Linked DNA regions of Triticum aestivum: region 2 is linked to region 1. The links are chromatin contacts, called in public Hi-C maps. All regions are on one chromosome and are shown on one strand. The core of a region is the stretch at or near the end of the contact, and the rest is flanking DNA. Distances in the headings are between cores, read along the strand shown.

Region 1 (4,259 bases), core at 425-2,924:
TATTTAGAATACTCTATCCCTTATAAATCTATCTTGTTCACATTTTTCTAGGTTTATTTCAAGCTATTGGACGATGTTTATTTAATGCCAGTGATGAAGATAGGGAGACCAGCAGGGCCCTGCCCCCAAACATTATTGTGTTGAGCCTAATATGCATGTTCATTGATGAGTAATTGTTGTTAGAGTGGCGTATTCTTTTTTTTTTCAAGAAACTTCCAATCTATACATCTTCAATCATGGCAGTACAAAGAACAATAAAGTTAATACAAATTACAATCATGTTCGTGGACCACCTAGCGACGACTACAAGCACTGGACCGAGCCGAATGTGCACCGTCGTCATCGCCCCTCACCTACCGGAGCTGGGCAAACATTTGTTGTAGTTGACAGTCGGGAAGTCGTCGTGCTAAGGCCCCATAGGACCAACGCACCAGATTATCAACCAACGCCGATGAAGAAAGTCGTAGATCAAAAGCATCAAACCTGTAAACACCTAAACGAAGACGAACGAAGACCGGATCCAAATAGATCCACCGAAGACTAGCATCGACCGAATCCCGCAAGATCCAACGAAGACAAACCTTCACATGCCCTCCAAGGATGCTAGATGCACCATCGGGATGGGGATGGAGCGTGGGAGGCATTATTCCTACTAAGGGACATCGTGCCGCTACACAATGCCAACCAAGACGCTGAATCTAAAAACAACAAGAATGGGTCACTCCCAGCAGCGAGGGGCTGAGATGCTCCGCACATCCATGGCCTAGAGGCCATTGGAGATGGGACGGACCGCTGGCGGCGCCAGCGTGAGAAGAGCTTTTTTTGTGGAGGAGGAAAGAGAAAGTGGTGTGTTCTAACTAGCTGGCCCTCCCTAACAAGGATTTGCCACACTCGGCCCTTCTCGTTCTATTTCCCTGGCTCTACCGTTCGATGAGATGGAGACGTTAGTACATTACTAATGATTATGGAGGCATCTGTGATAATTTCATTAATTTTAAGATGATATGCCGGCCAGTATCTTGAAGATGTCCATAAAAATAGCTGTGCGTGGGTGCGTTTATAGGGTCCGCGTTTGCGTGTGCATGTGGGCGTCTGCATGTTCAAAAGAAGAGAAAATCGATGACAACGAAGGCGACCTAACCCTTGCGGAGAAAAAGAATAACGTGTTTCTAAATGTGACGGGACAAAACAAGTAGTACCATACCATACATTCCGGAATAGTTGATCGTGTCATAGCCTTTTCTATTCTTGGCAAGTTGGCATGCCGTCACGTGGCTACGAGGGAAGTCCCATACTCCGGTGTCACACGGTCACACCTCCGAAGCTAGTTTAGCTCTAAACAATCCAGGTGCTCCTCTGGTAACCGGCGGCTCACAATCGGCCATGTCGCGCTGCGTCGCGTCCCGAGTCCCCGCGGCCATTCACGAACCCGCCGGTCGACGCGCGCGCCCGCCCGGCAAACACTTTTTCGATGCCAACGCCGATGCACCGTCGCGATGTCCATGTCCATCCAAGAGGAAAAGAAAGAATAAATTGCGTCCGTTGTCACGGCGATGGCGCCGCCCGGCGACGTAGTTTTCGCGCAAGCTCTGGTTTCGCTTTCCAGGCCGTCCTAGGCGATCTTGTCTTCTAGGACCGGACTGGGACTGCTTCGGCGCCGTATGCAGCATAGCCCTTCTTGCAGCAGAAAGCAACGGCGTAATGCACGTACGGCGCTAACTAAAATCTAAAAGCGGAAAAGATCGGAGAAAGGTTCGTCGCTTGGCGAGTTGTGGAGGGGGAATGAGTGCCGGGCGAGTAGCGACGCGCGCTACGCTCCAACCTCGTCGAGGCCGACGGCACGGGAGCCAAGATTCCAACACGCCTTCGTTGCGTACGGTGGCTACGTTGTTCTATTCAGAGAATCCGTTCGTTGTGATAGCAAGGAACGATTCGAGAATATTACTACGTCGAATCAAACTTAACTTGTGGTTGAATGGTTTGAGGATTGTGGGTTTAAATTTTGATGCTCGCATTTATTTTTGAATTTATTGCAGGATTTCCGGCGTTGCGTGTTCAGTGGGAGGAGACGTCTCTGTCGACGACGAGGTGATTTCGTAAATTTCAAAGATGATATGTCAGATCAGTCTTTCGGAGGTGCTCATACGAATAGAGTGTGCGTGTGTGTGTTCATAGGGGTGAGTGTATGCGCGTGTATATGAGCGCTCGTCAGCTCGTGTCTGTACTAATGTTTAAAAAAGATAATATTATGTCCACGTCCATGTATTTTTACCACTACTTCTTTGCATTTGCATGTGAAAAAAATACTTCTGGGGTATACCCCTTCTCGAAAAAATACGTTGTTCTGGAGGAGTATGTGCCTTTTTTGAAAGCCAGGTCGCCGATTAGGTTATCGGGACATATTTGCAAGCACTGAACGGCGGCGCATCGACCATGCCTAGGCCTTGGCTGCAAGGCGTACTAGACCATGCACGATCAGCGTGCACGTGATCGAACTTTCTGGCGGAGCTCCGAACTGCCGACGGCTGACCGACCGATCCATGGTTCTACGCACCGCGTGTCTCATGCATTCGGCGTGATGGTTTGATCGTACCCCTCACGATCCCAGTCGATCTGTCGCCCGTCGAGTGCCCATGACACCTTGCAAGTCACTCACGCGGCTCGCGTGCGCTGGCTTGCCTAGCCGCCTCTGCCAGGGCGCGCGCGCACGGCCACGGGCATGGGCCGCTCGGTTCGGCAACGCCAGCGCGCCGCCCCGTCCCTTTCCCCTGTCACGGACGCGAGGCCGCCCGGCCGGCGACTTCAATTGCTGGGCTAGTTTCTGCGGGGAGGGAGGGTCATGTCACGCTCGTGACGAAGCACATCACGGAACCAATTCAAGGAGGATTCGGGTTGAAAAGATGGACATGGACGTGCACGTACGCTCCACACGGCACGGCACGGCTGCCATACGCTCGCATCGCGATACCCGATCACCCTCGTGCTGCGAGTCACCGCGCGCGTCCCGCTCGGAGCTTGCCGGCGCCCGCGCCCGTATGCATGGGCGACGACGAGAGTAGCCCGGCTGCCCCACAATGGGACCGTGTCCGCGGTCACAGTTGTGTTTGCCGGAGGAGAAAGTGATAGCACAAGTCTCTAACACTCTCAACACAACACACCTCGCGGGCATTGGGAAGTGACGGTCAAGGCAAAAAAGAATGCTAGACACATGGACTGCACACGGACAAGTTGTACAGACGGGCAGACCTGTCGTGTTTCAATTGGCAAAAGTTAACCTCTCCTCCTATTTAACCGCCCCCTCCCCCAATTTTAACTGGTGGGGTGGGCGCCAAGGCCCGTAAAACTCCATATTTTCCGTTGACTAGTTAATTGCCCGTGCGTTGCAAGGGACCATACATACTTTGGCGGCTCATCATCTACCGTGTCTGATATATGCCTTTAAATTCATCACACTGACACACATATACTGTTAAAAAAGAGATTCATGATGCAAATCAAGGGGTCACATGTTTTAAAAATAAGTCATATCGGTGGTCATTACAGAGAGGGAGAGTAACAATATAGAGAGTGACATTACAATGAGAGAGAGAGAGAGTAACATTTCACCCTGACACACATAGACTAATTTTGACCTGACTACAGTATAGCCTAGAAGCTTGAAAATTAAGAGAGCAATTACCGTTGACGAAGACTCAGCTACAACGGAGGGTGTTGTGCCAGCATGATTGCGTTGCGACCAACACGACAGGGCGTATCTCTGGAAGCCAAAAATTGTGGCCTGCGGCCTAGTCAACATAACATATACAGTTCAGAGCTTGTAGTGGTCGTTGGAATAAACAATGTACTCCCTCCGTCCCAAAATTTTTGTCTTAGATTTGTCTAAATATGGATGCATCAAGTCACGTTTTAGTATTAGGTACATCCGTATCTAGACAAATCTAAGACAAGAATTTTGGGACGAAGGAAGTAGTCTTCATATGCAGAGGACCCCGCTACTGTCTGGTGAGCGCACAAGGGACGCAGCCGGCGGAAGGTGGATGTTGGCGTACACATCGACACGGTCAATTAGGCAAGCTGCGCTAGCAGAGAGAGCGCCCGCGGCTCATTGACCTTGGCAGCGACGGCCTGGTCGGGAGGGCATGCCTAGAAGCACAGACATCCTTCCCGATGGGATCTGCCATTTCTCCTACTCCGACAGCCTGCACGGCAAGATCTAGAAGGAGAGACATTGGGCAAAGCTCAAAGCCAGATCCGATTTA
Region 2 (4,470 bases), core at 1,442-3,941, 150 kb before region 1:
AACAGAATTGACAACATGCAAGCACATCACTAGTGATTCAGCAATCAGCAGTCAATTCTGAAGTGACTTGTCAGTTCCAAGACCAATAAAATGGCCAATATCTTTTTCTTCATCGGCAGTACAACAGGAAAGTAGTATAATAAATCATGAACGTTCAGTCCATTTTATCACGTTCTTTTTGCTGGACACATTTCGGATTAGTCAATTCACCAATACAGCTCAGATGCTAGTCCACTATTCATCTATTACTCAGTAAAGGTACATCCACTTATGCAGAACTTTATCTAGAGTGGTAGCTTTCATAATGGCAACATCAATCAACCCCAAATTCCTGACCATTTCATAATCATTACACCAACCTACACATCCAGCTTTTTGAATGAGTAGCTTTTTAGTACACACAAGAATGGAGTAAAAATATGCAGGACCATTTGCATTTGTTTCCTGGATATAAAAGTTGACCCCACGAGTTATTTTCAATTCCTTGTACCCACTTGTCTATACATCTTTACTAGATTCCCAACAACTCAATAGTAAGCTCATAACCTTAAATAGCAATATAGCTCCACGATAATCGTAGAAGGCTGAAATAATTCTGCACTCTGCAGACTGTCAATATTCTCATACGTGAATGTTTTAGGTATCCCCGTATGCATTACTGGCTCACCAACATATTATAAGCCCTAATGGGGTTTTGGGAGGCAAATTCAGGGGAGATGGTTGGAGTTGCTCTACATGTTATTAGCTCATAAAAGGTAGTAGCGGACATGCCAAGAAACTTTCAGCTAGTTATAATCACTGGAAAAAATAGCGCGCTATAGCGTCGCTAATAGCATGCTATAGCATATTGAGAATTGCCTCGCTAAATATATCAGTGTACAACGTCTCGCTAATAGCACGTTATAGCACGATATAGCACGCTAATAGCATATTTTGAGGTCGGCGCTATTTTGCTGTAGCGTGCTATTTTTTTCATTGGTTATAATATGAAGAAAAGAAAAACAACAAAGCAATAAATTTCAACTCCTATGTGCTATACTAATAAGCATGCGTGCTACTGATGAAACTGGAATGCATGGAAGCCAGGGATGATATTCATGCGTGCTACTGAGGGAATGGGAATTCATGGTAAGCCAGTTGGTTCACTACTATTGGCTACTTTCCAAATCCAAAGCTTTACATCAAGGCTCTAGGTTAATCGAACAAATCAACAAATATGAGTAACTGGTGTTGTAATTGAAAGTCATTCCTAATTACCAATTTACTAATTGCTGCCTACATTCACCACACTAGAAGTTGGTTCACTATCATTGGCTACTTCCAAGATCCAAAGCTTTAAATCAAGGCTCTAGTTAATCAGACATGGATCAATATAATGAGTAACTGGTGTTGTGCCTGAGAGTCATTCAAGCAAAAATGCACCCTGCTAATTACCAATTTACTACTACTACTTGCTAACCAGTTTCACCACACTAGAAGTTTACAGGCACACAGTACGAATTTCTTTCCAAGAATACTGTATACGGTAGGTAAAACACTAACTTCCAGATGGATCACCTCAGCGAACGCAAAGGGGCAAGGAAATTAAATAGGGGGGAAATCATCACCATGTCGACGACTTCCTGGCTGGAGAGGAACTCGAAGACGCCATCGCTTGCGACGACGAAGAAGAGGTGGGCCGGGGTGATCTCCACGGTCTTCACCTCAGGGTCGGCGATGACCCCGACGCCCTCGGCGGCGAGGTCGCCGAGGCTGCGCGTGAAGGCCGTGCCCGGGTAGAGCCCGTCGCGGGCCCAGACGCGAGGCGGGTCCCCCTCGTCGGCGAGCCAGCCCTCCGCGTCCGGGTCGCGCACGCCCTCCACCTGCTCGACGGACATGACCCGCGCGCCGCAGGCCTTGACGCGCGCGCGCTCGTCGGCGCGGAACGGCGTCTGGTCCCACGACAGCTCCTCGGCGGCGACGCGGCCGTCGCGCCAGACCCCGGCCACGGCGCGCGAGTCCCCGACGTTGGCCACGTGGAGCGCGCCGCCGGCCACGAGCGCGGCCACGGCGGTGGTCCCGCTCATGGAGTCGTCCACGGCCGGCGCCGCGTGCATCTCCTCGTTGACCCCAATCATCGCCGCCCGGAACGCCCCCGCGGGGTCCGTGCTGAGGAGGCTCCCGCCGGCGCCGTCGTCCTCGGCCGCGAGGAGGAGGAGGCGCGGGAGCGCGTCCCGCGCGAACCCGGAGCAGGCGGCCCCGCAGGCGCCGTGGCCGTCGAAGACCGCGAAGAGGTGGAGATCGGGGTCCCCCGCGAAGCGCGTGGCCACCAGGTACGCGTCCTGCGTCTCCCGGCCCGGGGAGTCCGGGTAGAGGCCGTCGACCGTCAGCGTGGCGTACTCCAGCGCGAGGCCCGCGCCCGGCACCGCGGCGCGGCCGAGGGTGGAGCCGCCGCGGCCGCCCGGCACGCCGCCGCCTTCCCGCCGCCCCCCGCCGTCGCCCCGCGGCAGGCAGCACTTGCCGTGCGCGCACCCCATCGCGTGGGGCTAGGGTTTGGGGGTGTGGGCGCGTGATGGACGGGGTGGGGGATGGGAGTTTGGAGGAATGGAAGGGGAGGGGAAGGATGGAGGATGGGAGAGGTTGGGTGGAATGGAATTGAATGATTCAAACGCGACTCCACACCGCGGCCACGGGAGTGTAGAAAAGTGGCGATGGCCGGCGCAAAAATGCTGGGGGTTTTCCTGTTGCCCGTAGGCCAGACTGCAAAAGGGAAGAGGGTGAGAGTGAGGCTTGTGCCACCTGGCAGCTTGTGTATCTTTGAGATTTTGTATAAATCAGCACCATACACTTGGCTTGCGGGAGTAAATGCGGTCGAAAATGGATTAGCTATGTGGCATTCCAAGAGAAACTCCAAAAACAGCTCCCTTAGCAAACCAACATGTGGTTGGATGGTTAGAAGGGCAGCGATATCCTCGGCCCACCAGGGTTAAGTCCTAGACCTAGACATAGGTGCTCGCATTTTTCTGAATTTATTCCAGGGCTTTCGGCGATGTGCGTTCAGTGGGAGAAGACGTTCTCGTCGACTATCAAGGCGTCTATGGCGACTTCGTCAATCTCAAGATAATGTCAATTTATGGCCCGTCAATCCATGACACTCGTGACGACAGCCAGCGAAGGGCGGCACGAGGCAATGAAGTGGCTGATGGCGTGAGGCGGCGGCGCTCCCGCGAGATTCTGGCATTGAGGGTAGGGCGTGGTGAGGTTTTAGGTGGTTACTGTCCCGCCAAAATTTTAGCGGGAAGAAAGAACCAATTTTACGGGATCCTCTAAAGTTATGGTCAATTTATGGAACTGTTCGGGAGGGTTTGTTGACCCAGCATCCAGTAAATGGTGATTATTTTTTAGATAGGAGCTGTTGGAGATGCCCTAAGGTGGATGGGTCTTGGGTTAGTTTTTTCAGAAGAGGGATACTATTGAAAATATACCAGGTCTGCGCATATGGTCTCTATGGAATGCCAAGCAGGACGATTCTCTAGTTAGATTTCCCGGCGGGAGGGAAATATTCACACAAACTAGTAGGTTTTTTATCGTAGGGTTCACCTCAACTTGCCAGATGGGTGAAATACAAAAACATAATCTAATATTGTGTTTGCTCCAGTAATTCAATTTTTTATTGTGCACTAGGACAATGCTCGTGCGTTGTAACGGGTTATAAATATGGATCACAATATCCGGGGAAAGTTTCATTACGAGTGCTTATATTAATGCGACTGTGTAAATAAATATTTATCAAGTTCTACCCATGATGACCTTATATTTTGATGAGAAATTTTGTAAGTCAACTAAAGTGAAATTGGTTCAGAAGGTAAGTAAATTAAGTGAAGGCGTGGTGGAAAGAAAAGTGAAACATGAAACCTTGCATTCCTTTTTAAGTAAGTAAGTATAGATAGATAGATAGATAGATAGAAAAATAGACTAGGACAATGTCGGTGCGTTCCAGCAGGATATATTCTAATCTCTACTCCTATTGGAGCAGTTGGTGAATAGTCTCCACGGTTTATTTTCGCTGATTTTTTCCCGTCTCTCTTCCCACCACCCCCTCCCATCCTGGTTCATCGGTTTATTTTTCTCTCCACTCTTTATTAAAATCAGGACTTTCCTAACATATAACAAATCACGGATCTAACTTCCTTAAATTATTCATATCAATCGATTCCTTTTATTGATTCAATTTGTCTTAGGAAACAAATAACAAAATTTTAAGAAACAAATAATAGATTTGAATCTAACTTTCCTAACTTATCTAAATCAATCGATTTCTCTCATTAGTGAAATTTGTTTTAGGAAACAAATAACATACACGTCACAAACTTTCCTCCCAATAAATAGTTTCTTAACATTTGCAAACTTTTCTAATCAGACACGTCACAAACAGGCAGGTACTGATATCATGTTACCAAACAATAAAACCTCATTTGCATAGAAATCAGT

Evidence for each region. A called contact is a pair of places that touch in the nucleus more often than the background predicts.
Region 2: a Hi-C map of leaf shows a contact between it and region 1, with 5 times the contacts expected there. The contact joins the promoter of LOC123043975 here to the enhancer-like site in region 1. A contact is called at or near these places in 3 of 5 Hi-C or Micro-C datasets (all in leaf) and 1 of 1 datasets of contacts at active chromatin or transcription factors (leaf).

Annotation. Positions count from the first base shown.
Region 1 is chr2B:146,660,011-146,664,269 of IWGSC CS RefSeq v2.1, reverse strand. No RefSeq gene overlaps it. Among protein-coding and RNA genes, the nearest start is that of LOC123040865, 74 kb to the right of the region's middle. Within about 2 kb of position 1,674, at least 3 of the 8 cell types and tissues checked have an H3K27ac peak or open chromatin away from gene starts, as enhancers often do. A contact at or near this core is called in leaf, where this site is marked.
Region 2 is chr2B:146,809,796-146,814,265 of IWGSC CS RefSeq v2.1, reverse strand. It overlaps LOC123043975 (probable protein phosphatase 2C 65), which reads right to left and starts at 2,691. Exons shown (of 5, transcript XM_044466592.1): 1 at 1,608-2,691. The coding sequence starts at 2,516.